Linked DNA regions of Bos taurus: region 2 is linked to region 1. Evidence: chromatin contacts called from public Hi-C data. All regions are on one chromosome and are shown on one strand. Each heading gives the region's core, a stretch centred on a gene start, on an enhancer-like site or on the middle of the called end of the contact. The rest is flanking DNA. Distances are from core to core; before and after follow the strand shown. Region 1 holds the start of SNX30 (sorting nexin family member 30). Region 2 overlaps SNX30 (sorting nexin family member 30).

The links. A called contact is a pair of places that touch in the nucleus more often than the background predicts.
Region 2: a Hi-C map of an unstated tissue shows a contact between it and region 1, with 5 times the contacts expected there. The contact joins the enhancer-like site here to the promoter of SNX30 in region 1. A contact is called at or near these places in 7 of 11 Hi-C or Micro-C datasets (blastocyst, blood, liver and 3 more).

The regions. Positions count from the first base shown.
Region 1 is chr8:102,001,155-102,006,095 of ARS-UCD2.0, forward strand. SNX30 (sorting nexin family member 30) reads left to right here and starts at 3,422. Exons shown (of 9, transcript NM_001206738.1): 1 at 3,422-3,577. The coding sequence starts at 3,422.
Region 2 is chr8:102,066,923-102,072,428 of ARS-UCD2.0, forward strand. All of the region lies in intron 3 of SNX30 (sorting nexin family member 30), which reads left to right. Among named protein-coding and RNA genes, the nearest start is that of SLC46A2, 60 kb to the right of the region's middle. Within about 2 kb of position 2,104, at least 7 of the 102 cell types and tissues checked have an H3K27ac peak or open chromatin away from gene starts, as enhancers often do.

The sequences.
Region 1 (4,941 bases), core at 2,172-4,671:
CTTACCCACAAGCTTCTCTGCTGTTTCTGGGGTAAGTTCTAATTTCTTGTTTGCAAAAGGCCTCCAGTGGACCTTCTGGCTTTTGCTTTTTCCTGGGACATCACTGGCTAAATTCAACTGTGCACACAATTTTGCCTCTGTTGGCGATAGCGCCTTCTCAGTTGCCCCTCTTGTTGGAGGCGGCCCGCTGTGGCTTTCTACATGTCACTCTGAATGCCCTCTGAAACCCTCCTTTGTCCTCATCAGCCGTCCACTTCAGAAGTGGTGGTGTTATTTTGAGGCAGGGTTTGGGATGTCATATAAAATAAAGCTATGATTGTATGAAAAACCAGAAGAGGATAAGCAGCTAACACAAACATGAATAAGGCCTAAGCACATGCTGTACCAGGGGACGGAAAGAGAGAATGCTTTTGCTGCGACTCTGCTTTGTTTCTGAGACCTGGGTGCTCATGGAAAGCCCTGAGACTTGCTATGACGTTTCAGGATTCAGGCGTACTTACCGAATTCTGGGGCCTAAGGCCCTGTCTTCTGCAAGGTTCCAGCCTAAGTGCCTGGGAGTCCTTATGGACAGGGATTAGGGGCCTGGGAGGTGGGGGAAGGCCCCATGCTGTGTTCTTGGGTTCTGCGGGCACCTCCCCTATGCACACACATCCAGTGCATTTTCCTCAGAGCTGAGCCCTAGAAACCCAAGCTTCCTTCCATAAATTCCAGTCAACAGTACAACCTTTCGCTCCGACACAGACACTTCACATTTCCTCCTTGCCACCATGTTGCTCTGAAAAACTTTTAGTAGAAGCACAGGCGCATAGTCCGGGACACTGGCTCTATTTCAGTGACAGTTTTCCACCACAAAGAACACTGAAATACAACAGGAAATGGTAAGTATGAATAGGCCGTCCTGGGCTAAATTTGAATGGTGGAAACTGTATTCCAAAATGTTTTCCATAGAAGTTCACTTTCTTTAGTTTTGATGACTACCCACTGGATCATTGTGGCCACAAGCCATTGACCAACCAGGAAACTGGAAAATAAACTGTTTCATATGGGCTTTCAGAGACTTTGTTTTGTTTTTGGTTTTTTTAAATGGTAGGAGCATAGAAAAATGATACACTGACCCCAAATGAGCAAATAGAGGAGTTTGGAGAGTAGCATGTTTATGAAAGCTTTATGATTATCATTTCATAAGAATAGTAGAGAAAGCACAGAGGGAAAGAAAGGGGATTAAAATTTAGGGAACATCTATCCATGCCAGCATTTTGCTGGGAATGTTAGATAGCAAATGCTATTTTGTTCTCACAACCACCAAGTAAAGTAAGTTTTATTACCTGCTTCTTGTCCTTTTTGGTTTAGGAAATGGGTTCATTTAGGTTAGGTGACTTGCTCATGGTCACCCACTTAGAGTTTGCAATCATGAATTCAAATATTGGTCCCTTTTCACTCTTACTTGGCATTCTGAAGAGAAAGCTGTGTGCAGTCTGAATAAAATAAGATCTTGATTATGGGAAGGTGGCCTGGGTGTTAAAAAAAAAAAACACCATTCAATAAAAAAAAAAATCTGTTGTACATCTGTAGAACTCTCATGTCTAGTTATATTCATGCTATTTGCTTTAATTGAAAGACAACAGGGTCTGTCATAGTTGTAAACATCCCTTGAATATAGAAGTATTAATTATATTCAACTCCAAGAGGACTGGACACTGGCATTCTTGTGAGGTAGATTTAGTATTTAAAATTGTTCCCAGTATCCTCTGAGTCCTATTCTCCTCCACCAAGGTAGACCCACATTGGGGGTGCGGGGAAGGGAATAGATGATAACTTGAGGACTAAGGTCGGATGATTTAGACCAGGGGAAATAAGGGAAGGTCTCAGTGAATCCCTGGGAGATGTTTTGGGTCAGCTTTAGCTCTTGGCATTCTCCTCCTGCTAAAGTATCATTTGTTTCTGTGGGGGAAAAAAAAAAAAAAAACATGTGATGGAGACCACAGTGAATCCCAGCTTCAAGATTAGTCAGGTGATGGGACTCCCCTGGTGGTTCAGTGGCTAAGACTGTGCTCCTAACGCAGGGGGCTGGGTTTGATTCCTCCTCAGGGAACTGGAATCCATAGGAGGCAACTAAAGATCCCACCTGCTGCAACTAAGACCCAGGGGAGCCAAAAAAAAAAAAATTAGTCAAGTGAAACTGGATAGACCTAAAGAGTTGGGAAATAGATCAGGAAATGTGGTCCCTTACAAGGACCCCCTCCCTGTTAGTGTAGTATCAATCTCTTCTAACATGGGCTGATGACCTCTACTGACTTGGCCCTGAACACAGAAGCAGTGAAGCCAGGTAAAGTGGAGAAAGGAGGTGAACTACCATCTTCAAATAGCCAAGTAACGCCTTAACTATCTCCATCCTGCTAACGAAGGTCAGAATCCAGCCCAGCCAAAAGCCTGGAAAGGAAGCACAGAAGCATGAAAACCAACAACAGGGAACCTCACGATGCTTTCAAACGGCAGTTCGGTCAAGGTGTGTGTTTAAGAGTCATAGATCAAGTGTAGCACTCGCTTTTTATTTACTGATGCTCTCTCTTCTGAGGTTCTAACTTACATAAACCCGGTGAACAGCAGCAGCAAGAAGGCATAGGGATCTCAGCGTGCCTCTGATGAAATCCACAATGCCTCCTCGAATTCCCCGCCCGATGTTCTCTGTGCTCAAGGAGCCTCATAACCTTTTATGCCATTCTTGCTTCGTAGTTCCTTCTATCTTGGGTTTGAGAGGCCAGAAAATCTCAACTCACGTGCGTGTCCCTAAAGCCCCCGCCCCAGCCCCAAGGGTGGCTGCCCCTGGGCGCAGCAGTAAACGCGGCTGGAATAGAACAGGGTCCTCCAACGTCTGTTTCCACCTCTGATTTCCGTTAAACATTAGCTCTGGGGTCTGCGCGCAGACCCCAAGAGGCCGGCCTCCGGGGTACGGAGCTTGGACACCAGCCCGACCGCCGCAGAGGGCCGGGGGCGCACTTCCTGCGGGACGGCGGGCGGGGACCAAGCTGACCGCCTCCCCTTTCCCGCCCCTCCCGCGCTCTCCCCGCCCCTCCGCCTCCTCCTCCCCCTCCCGGGACCGCCGGGCGCCGCGGGGGCGGGGCCGCGAGCTGGCTGGGCGGCGTGGCGGTGCGGGCCGGGCGCCCGGGATAAGGTGCGAGCGGACCCGCCGCAGGCTCGGGTGCCGAGCGGGGGCGCGCGGCGCGGCTCGGAGCGGAGCAGCCCAGCCCAGCGCGGCGCGGGCAGACGCAGCCGGCGGGTGGCGGTGGCGGCGGCTCCCGACCCCGCTGGTGCTGGGCCTCCGTTCGAGCGCGGCCTCGGCCGGGGCGCTGGGGGAGCCCGCGGAGGCGGGCCGTAGAAGGAAGCGGCGGCGGCGGCGGGCGCGTCCCGAGCCGAGCGCGCCATGTCTGGCGGGCCCCCCAAGGCCCTGCAGTCCACGGGGCCCCAGTCTCTGCGCGACATGCCGCACCCGCTGGCCGGCTCCAGCAGCGAGGAGGCCGTGGGCGGCGACAGCACGCCCAGCCCGGACCTGCTGACTGCCCGCAGCTTCGGCGACAAGGTGGGACGCGCGGGGCTGCGGGTTGGGAGACTGGTTGGGCTCCCGAGGGGGGATGAAGGATCTAGAGCCCGGCTGGGCACCGGGCCGCGCCCACCCTGCCGCCCGTTTCCCGGGGGCCGGCGTGCCCTCACCCCGGAGCCTTGGGAAGAAGCGTCTCCTCTCTGCCGCCCCCGCGGGGTCGCAGCCGCGCAGGGGGAGCGGTCAGAGTCGAGGGCTGGCCGGGCTTGGCTGGTCTCGAGCGCCAGTGACAGCTGGTGGGGAGGGGTCCCTGCTCGCTGAGGCTGGAGGCGTGTGTGCAGTGCTCAGCGCTTGTGTCCGGGGATGGGGTCCCGGTTCCTCCAGATGCAGTCACTTGTAGCTCCACCAGTTTGCTGGGACTGCAAAGAAAAAAGAGTTAATGGTTTCCGTGGTCTTAACTGCCAGAGGCTTCTTACCCCCCGTCTGTCACGTGGGGAGTGATCTTTGTTTAGGTTTGCTGTGTGCCCCGGAGAGTCACCTGACTCAGATCCCCGCCGGCTGCGGGAGGAGAGTGCCCCTGTGGTTTTCTGTCTGGGGCTCCATTTACCTCTGACGGTCTCCCACGCTGTTTAGGCTTGGCAGAGGCTGGTTTTGTGGCTGATGGGAAGAAAGGTCGCCCTTTGACCTCCTTTGTGTAGAGGGAGGTTCCTGATTCTCTTAGAGCAGCATGACCCTCCTGCTGCTTTGAGGGATAGGAGAGTCCAGTGAGCGGTTAGGGACAGACGGCATCTCCCTTCCCCCCACAGGCATTATCAGCGCTGCTGTTGTGACTTAGTCACTAATTGCAGAAATTAGAGTTGTTCTCAACACCTGTGATCAGGATAGTCTCTCCTAGTAAAATACTAAATGAGTGCCTCTTTGTCCCAGTACTAAATGAAATCAGGAGACCCAACTTTCTTTCCCCCTTAGATGGGAGGACATATGGTGGTGAGTGAAATGAATGTGAGAGCACTGAGCAGTCAGAATAGCCAGGGAGTGGGACTTGATGAACCTTCCCAAGAGCTCTGTGAAAGCAAAGAGTAGAGTTGGGGGAGCAAGGGGAGGGACAGCATTAGGAGTAAGGGAACTTATAAAGCTAAGGAAACCAATGGGTTGAGCAACTGGAGATATGTGCGTGTCTCTTTGTAAATATTCCTCTTTATTTTATAGATTATAAACTATATGAAGGTTTCAGTCGCTTGGAAATACCTTGCCTGTATTTGCTATTTAATAAGTAATTGTTGAATGATGATAATTTGTTGCTTTCTTAGGGACAGAGAACTTGGTCCTGTGTGTGCATGTAGAATAGGAATTGAGGTTAAACTTCTGATTTCTTTCTCAGGTCTATATAGGATAGTGAATTAATT
Region 2 (5,506 bases), core at 854-3,353, 64 kb after region 1:
GATGTTTCTTGAGCTTTGGGGCTTTAGGGAAATTTGGGTCATGAAACACTTTAGCAGGGCTTTATCTTTCAGTAAAAACCTCGGCTGGGTAACTGCTCAGCACTGCCTACTGCGTCTTCCAGTCATCCCCTCGTGGTTGGAACAGGCTGACTATGCTGGGAACACTACAGCAGTTTTCTTAATTTTCTTTTTTTTTTCTTTGTTGGGCCAGATCAAATTCTTTTTATTTTATTTTATTTTATTTTTAAACTTTACATAATTGTATTAGTTTTGCCAAATATCAAAATGAATCCATCCCAGGTATACATGTGCTCCCCATCCTGAACCCTCCTCCCTCCTCCCTCCCCATACCATCCCTCTGGGTCGTCCCAGTGCACTAGCCCCAAGCATCCAGTATCGTGCATTGAACCTGGACTGGCATCTTGTTTCAAGTGGCCATGTTGCTAGTGCTGTGATGAGAATGAACCCCACCCCCCACCCCCTACTCCCTACTCCCGTTCCCTCTGCTCTCGAGGCCTAAAGTTTTCCTTTTCCTTCTTCTGATCACTTAAAGACATGCCAAAAGAAAAAAAGAAAAGCCAATAGTTTGTAAGCAGTTGAAACTATCCCTTAAAAATATTAATTTGGCAAAATTGGCGGCTAGTGAATTTTTTTTTTAAAATAGACTTTTATTTTAGAACAGTTTTAGACTTACAGAATTATTGAGGAGACAGTACAGTGACTTCTCATAGGCCTCACAGCCAGTCTGGCTTACTATTAACATTTTCTACTAGCACGGCGCGTTTGCCACAAATAACGAACCACTTTACGTTTAGTCGTCGTTTCCTTAGTCCCAGGCTGTTCTTGGTTGTGACGGTTCTCAGGCTTTCCTGGTTTGGGATGACCTGGATAGCTTTGAGTACTGGTCAGGCTTTTTGTGGAATGTCCCTCCGTTGAGATTTGTCTGGTGTTTTGCTTGCAGTTAGCCAGGCGTGATGTGTTTTGTGGAGGAAAAGCACAGAGGTTAAGTACAATCCCCATTACATCATGTCAAGGGTACATACTATCATGAACGGTATTTATCACTGTGGATGTTAATCTTATTCACCTGATTTGAGGTATTGCTTGTCAGATTTTTCCACTGTGCAGTTACTCTTTTATTTCTCTCCTTCTCTGTACTGTATTGGAAGAAAGTTGCTCTTTATGTGTAGTTCATACTATGCATAAGGGGAATTAATGCGCCACCTCCTGGCAACTAGGCGAATTTGAAGTTCCGCCCTTAAAGACCAAAGTTAGACAGCGACACCTGCTGGTAAAACATAGGAGCCTCTTGTGCAGACACAAGCCAGAATCAGGAGACTGGAGTCTTCTAGAATGCCCAAGGTGAATTTTTAAGTCTGTATCTTTAACCAGTATCTTTAAGTCTGTTTTCCTTTGGTCTGGGTGGAAGCATCGAGTAGAAGGTACTTTTGAAGCATGTAAAGATTTAAATTTCTTCGTAAATTCTTAGTGCATATCTGGGGAGGAGAGAGAGTCAATGTAGGTGAGCATCTCTGACTTAAACATAAAAGTCAGACTGGAAACAAACCATTTTTCCCCCCAGAAGTTCACTTTACAGCAGCTTTTCTAGGAGGTGATTGTCTGTTATTAATAATCAACTTTGCGTTGGTCCTTTTACCGCCCTTGGGAAGGTGAGGGATTATGACATAGACAGATTCCTATCCAGGAGAGTTTCTTATCAGAGGGAGACCCAGTAAACATACAGCATAATTATTGTTTAAATTTTCATTTCTTTTTTTTTTTTAAGAAAAGCTTTATTGAGATCTGATTAATATACCATACAATTTACCTATTTGAAAATACAAGTCAAGAGCTTTTAGTGTATTCATAGAGCCATCAGCAGATCAGTTTTAGAACCCTTTCATCATCCCTAAAGGAAACCTCTTAATCCTTGCCTGTTAATTCAAAACCCTGTCTTCCCCATTGCCTGGCGACCACTGCTCTATGTTCTGTCTCTATAGGTGTGCCTATTACTGGACATTTGATATAAGGAGAATCATACACAGTGGTCTTTTGTGAGGTTTTTTTTTTTTCATAGCATAATGTTTTCAGTGTTCATTCATGTTCTGGCACGCGTCAGTCAGTGCTTTGTTTTTGTTGTCAGATGAGCGTCCCTTCTATGGATGTATCACGTTTTCCCTGTTCGCTGCCTTTGATGCACAGTTGGGTTGTTTCCACTTTTTGGCTGCTGTGAGTGATGCTGCTGTGAACGTTTATGTGTAAGTCATTGTGTGGGTCTGTTTTCATTTTTCTTGGGTGTATACCTAAGACTATAATTGCTGAATCACGTTTAACTGTGTATTTAACCTTTTGAGGAACTGCCAGGCTGTTTTCCAAAGTGGCTGCTTCATTTTATGTTCATGCCAGTAGTGTATGAGGGTTCTGTTTCCTCCACATCTGCATCAACCCTGGTTATAACCTTTCTTTTTGATAACAGCCACCCTAGTGGGGATGGATTGGTATCTCTTTGTGGTTTTGATTTGCATTTCCCTGACAGCTAACATGCAACCATCTCATCCTTGTTCGCTCCCTTCTTCTTCTACCTCAGTCTTTCCCAGCATTTCCCAGTTTCCAGCATTTTCCCAGTCTTTTCCCAGTGAGTTGTCTCTTTGCATCAAGAGGCCAAAGTTTTGGAGCTTCAGCATGAGTCCTTCCAATGAATAGTCAGGGTTGATTTCCTTCAGGATTGGCTGCTTTGCTCCTTGCCGTCCAAGCGACTCCCAAGAATCTTCTCCAGCGCCAGGTTGTCCTTTTATTACTGCATTTAAATGGTTCTTCATATAATCTGGATACTAGTCCCTTCTCAGATATATGATTTGCAAAAACTTTCTCCCATTTAATGACTTGTCTCTTTATTTTCTTGACAGTGTCCTGTGAAGCACAGAGTTTAGATTTAATGAAGTCCAGTTTGCCTATTTTACTGTGTGTGTGCTTCTGGTGTTTTAGCTAAGAGACCATTGCCTTATCCCAGATCATAGAGATTCACATCTATGTTGCTCGCTGAAATTTTTATAATTTTAGCTCTTATATTTAGGTCTTTAACCTATTTTGAGTTTGTTTTTGTACGGTTAGTTTTCATTATCCAGTTAGTGAAGCTGGATATCTTCCTGTGACTTTACTGGAGGTTGGCATTTCTTTTATGAATTGCTTCTTCATTTAAACATTTTTACTCATTGTTTTGTGAATACTCTGTATATCTGCAAAGGACATTGACCCAGTTGAGAATATCTATTTTTTTCTTAGTTACCTTTTTCCTTCAACTTGACTCTGTAATAGATAATATCCCTTCCCTCCCAGCCAAGGTAATTTTTCCCATACAGTTTCTGGCTTTGAAGCTTGTTTCTAACCTAGGATGTTAAAAAAAAAAAAAGTTATCTCTTTTCTTCTATTACTTTTATGTCCTTATGTTTAGTGCTTAAAGCTAGAGTGTATTTTGGTGTGAGATGGGAAGATCTTATTTTTTTCAGATGGTGAGTTGCCCCACAGCCACTTAGGAGTAGTCAGTCACCTATATCATAGCTCGTGTGTTAGACTCTGTCATGCCTTAGATTTGTATAGTCTTGGGCTGTTTCTGAACCTTCTGGTTCATCGATCTCTTTAGTGTGGTATCCCTGCTACACTATTGAATGTAATAGTGTAACAGAATGTACTTATATACTTATTACATAAGTTTACAGAATGTATCAGCATCTGGTTGGATCTACCCACAGTATTCTTTGTTTTCCAAGTTTTTATGGCTATTTGCACATGCTTTATTTTTCAAGTGAACTTTAGAACTTCAGTGAATCAGCTGGAAAACTGGGAATGATGGTGGAGAAATGGAATTTTTGCTTTTTCTTTTTGACAATTTTAGTCGGCTATGGTTAAAACTTTGTGAGAATTCCTGAGCTCTCAGAGCCTATTGCTTATGTTAGGAGCACGGAGATCAAGTTCCCACTTTTTGGAGGGCTTCGCTGGAGCCATGTGAAATGGTAGATAAACAGCCAGCCAGACTGTGGTTCTTGGGGGCCCCCAAGTTTGCTTCTTCCCGTTGGCTGCCCTGAGGCTTGTGCTGTTTTCAGCCCCAGTGGCTCTGAACTTGGTAGCTTCTGGGGCTCTCCCAGGGAAAGTCAACCGCTTACTTCCTAAGTCGACTGTTGCTTTGCCTGAATCACAGGATGGTTAATGGTGATGGGTTTTTCTCTCAACCCAATCTTTTCTGCTTTGTGTCTTTAACAAATTCTGTCCTATTAACAGTACCATTATGTTCTCTAGTGCTGCAAAAAATTTTTCTCTTTTTATATCGCTTTGCTTTTCTGGAATTTGAAAAGCAGAAAGAATCAGATGTTTTTCAAGCGGCACCCTAAAGCTAGAGTTGTGCTGGATGTGTATTTTGTCATCTCGTGATGGCAGTTCCACTTTCATGCCTTGGAGAGGGAAATGGCACCCCACTCCAGTGTTCTTGCCTGGAGAATCCCATGGACGGAGAAGCCTGGTAGGCTGCAGTCCATGGGGTCGCTGAGGGTCGGACACGACTGAGCGACTTAGCAGCAGCAGCAGCAATGGCAGTTCACTTTGTTTTTCTTTGTAATCTGACAGTGGGAGCCACCAGAGTCTTCACTGTGACATGGTTTTTGCTTTTTAATTTACAGTTTGTCTCAGAAGTGGGCTTTAACACTGCTTCATTAACTAGGGCACAACTCATTACACAGCAGAGAGATTTCATATGGATTTCGATGGACACAGATTTTGGAGATGAAGCAAATACATTTATTAAAATCTTTAGTTTTTAATTTCACTTGGAAATTTAATGCTTGCTTCAATTTTTATGATGGGAGCCTTCTAGAAGGCTGCATATGTGTGTATTATGGACCCATTTATGTATTGGGTAGCAGTAAACACATAGGAATTAATAAGGAGAAATTTGTAATGCAGTGTTTGTTTTTCTTAATATGAAATAATCAGTAAAATGTCTCACTTCACTCTTTAGTTGGCTCCTTTTTTTGTACTGTTCAGTATATGTGCTTTTAGCTGATCAAGCACGTAAGTTCATAAGCAGTGAATTCACTGGTTGAACCTCGAATTAAATCAGGCCTGGTGACTGTCCTTCATAGGATCAAAATTTTTTTTAATTTTATTAAAGTATAGTTGAGGTACAATATTATATGAATGACAGGTATACAGTGTAGTGACTCACAGTTTTTAAAGGTTGTGCTCCACTTATAGTTACCATAGAATACTGGCTGTATCTCCAGTGTTGTACATACAGTATTTTCTTGTAGCTTATTTTACACCGAATAGTTTGTACCTCTTACTCTCCTGCTTCTGTGACTGCCCCCCGCTCTCCCTGCTGTAACTGCTCGTTCGCTCTCTATCTCTGTGAGTCTGATAGTTGTACCTCTTACTCTCCTGCTTCTGTGACTGCCCCCCCGCCCCCCCCCCCCGCTGTAACTGCTCGTTCGCGCTCTGTATCTGTGAGTCTGTTTCC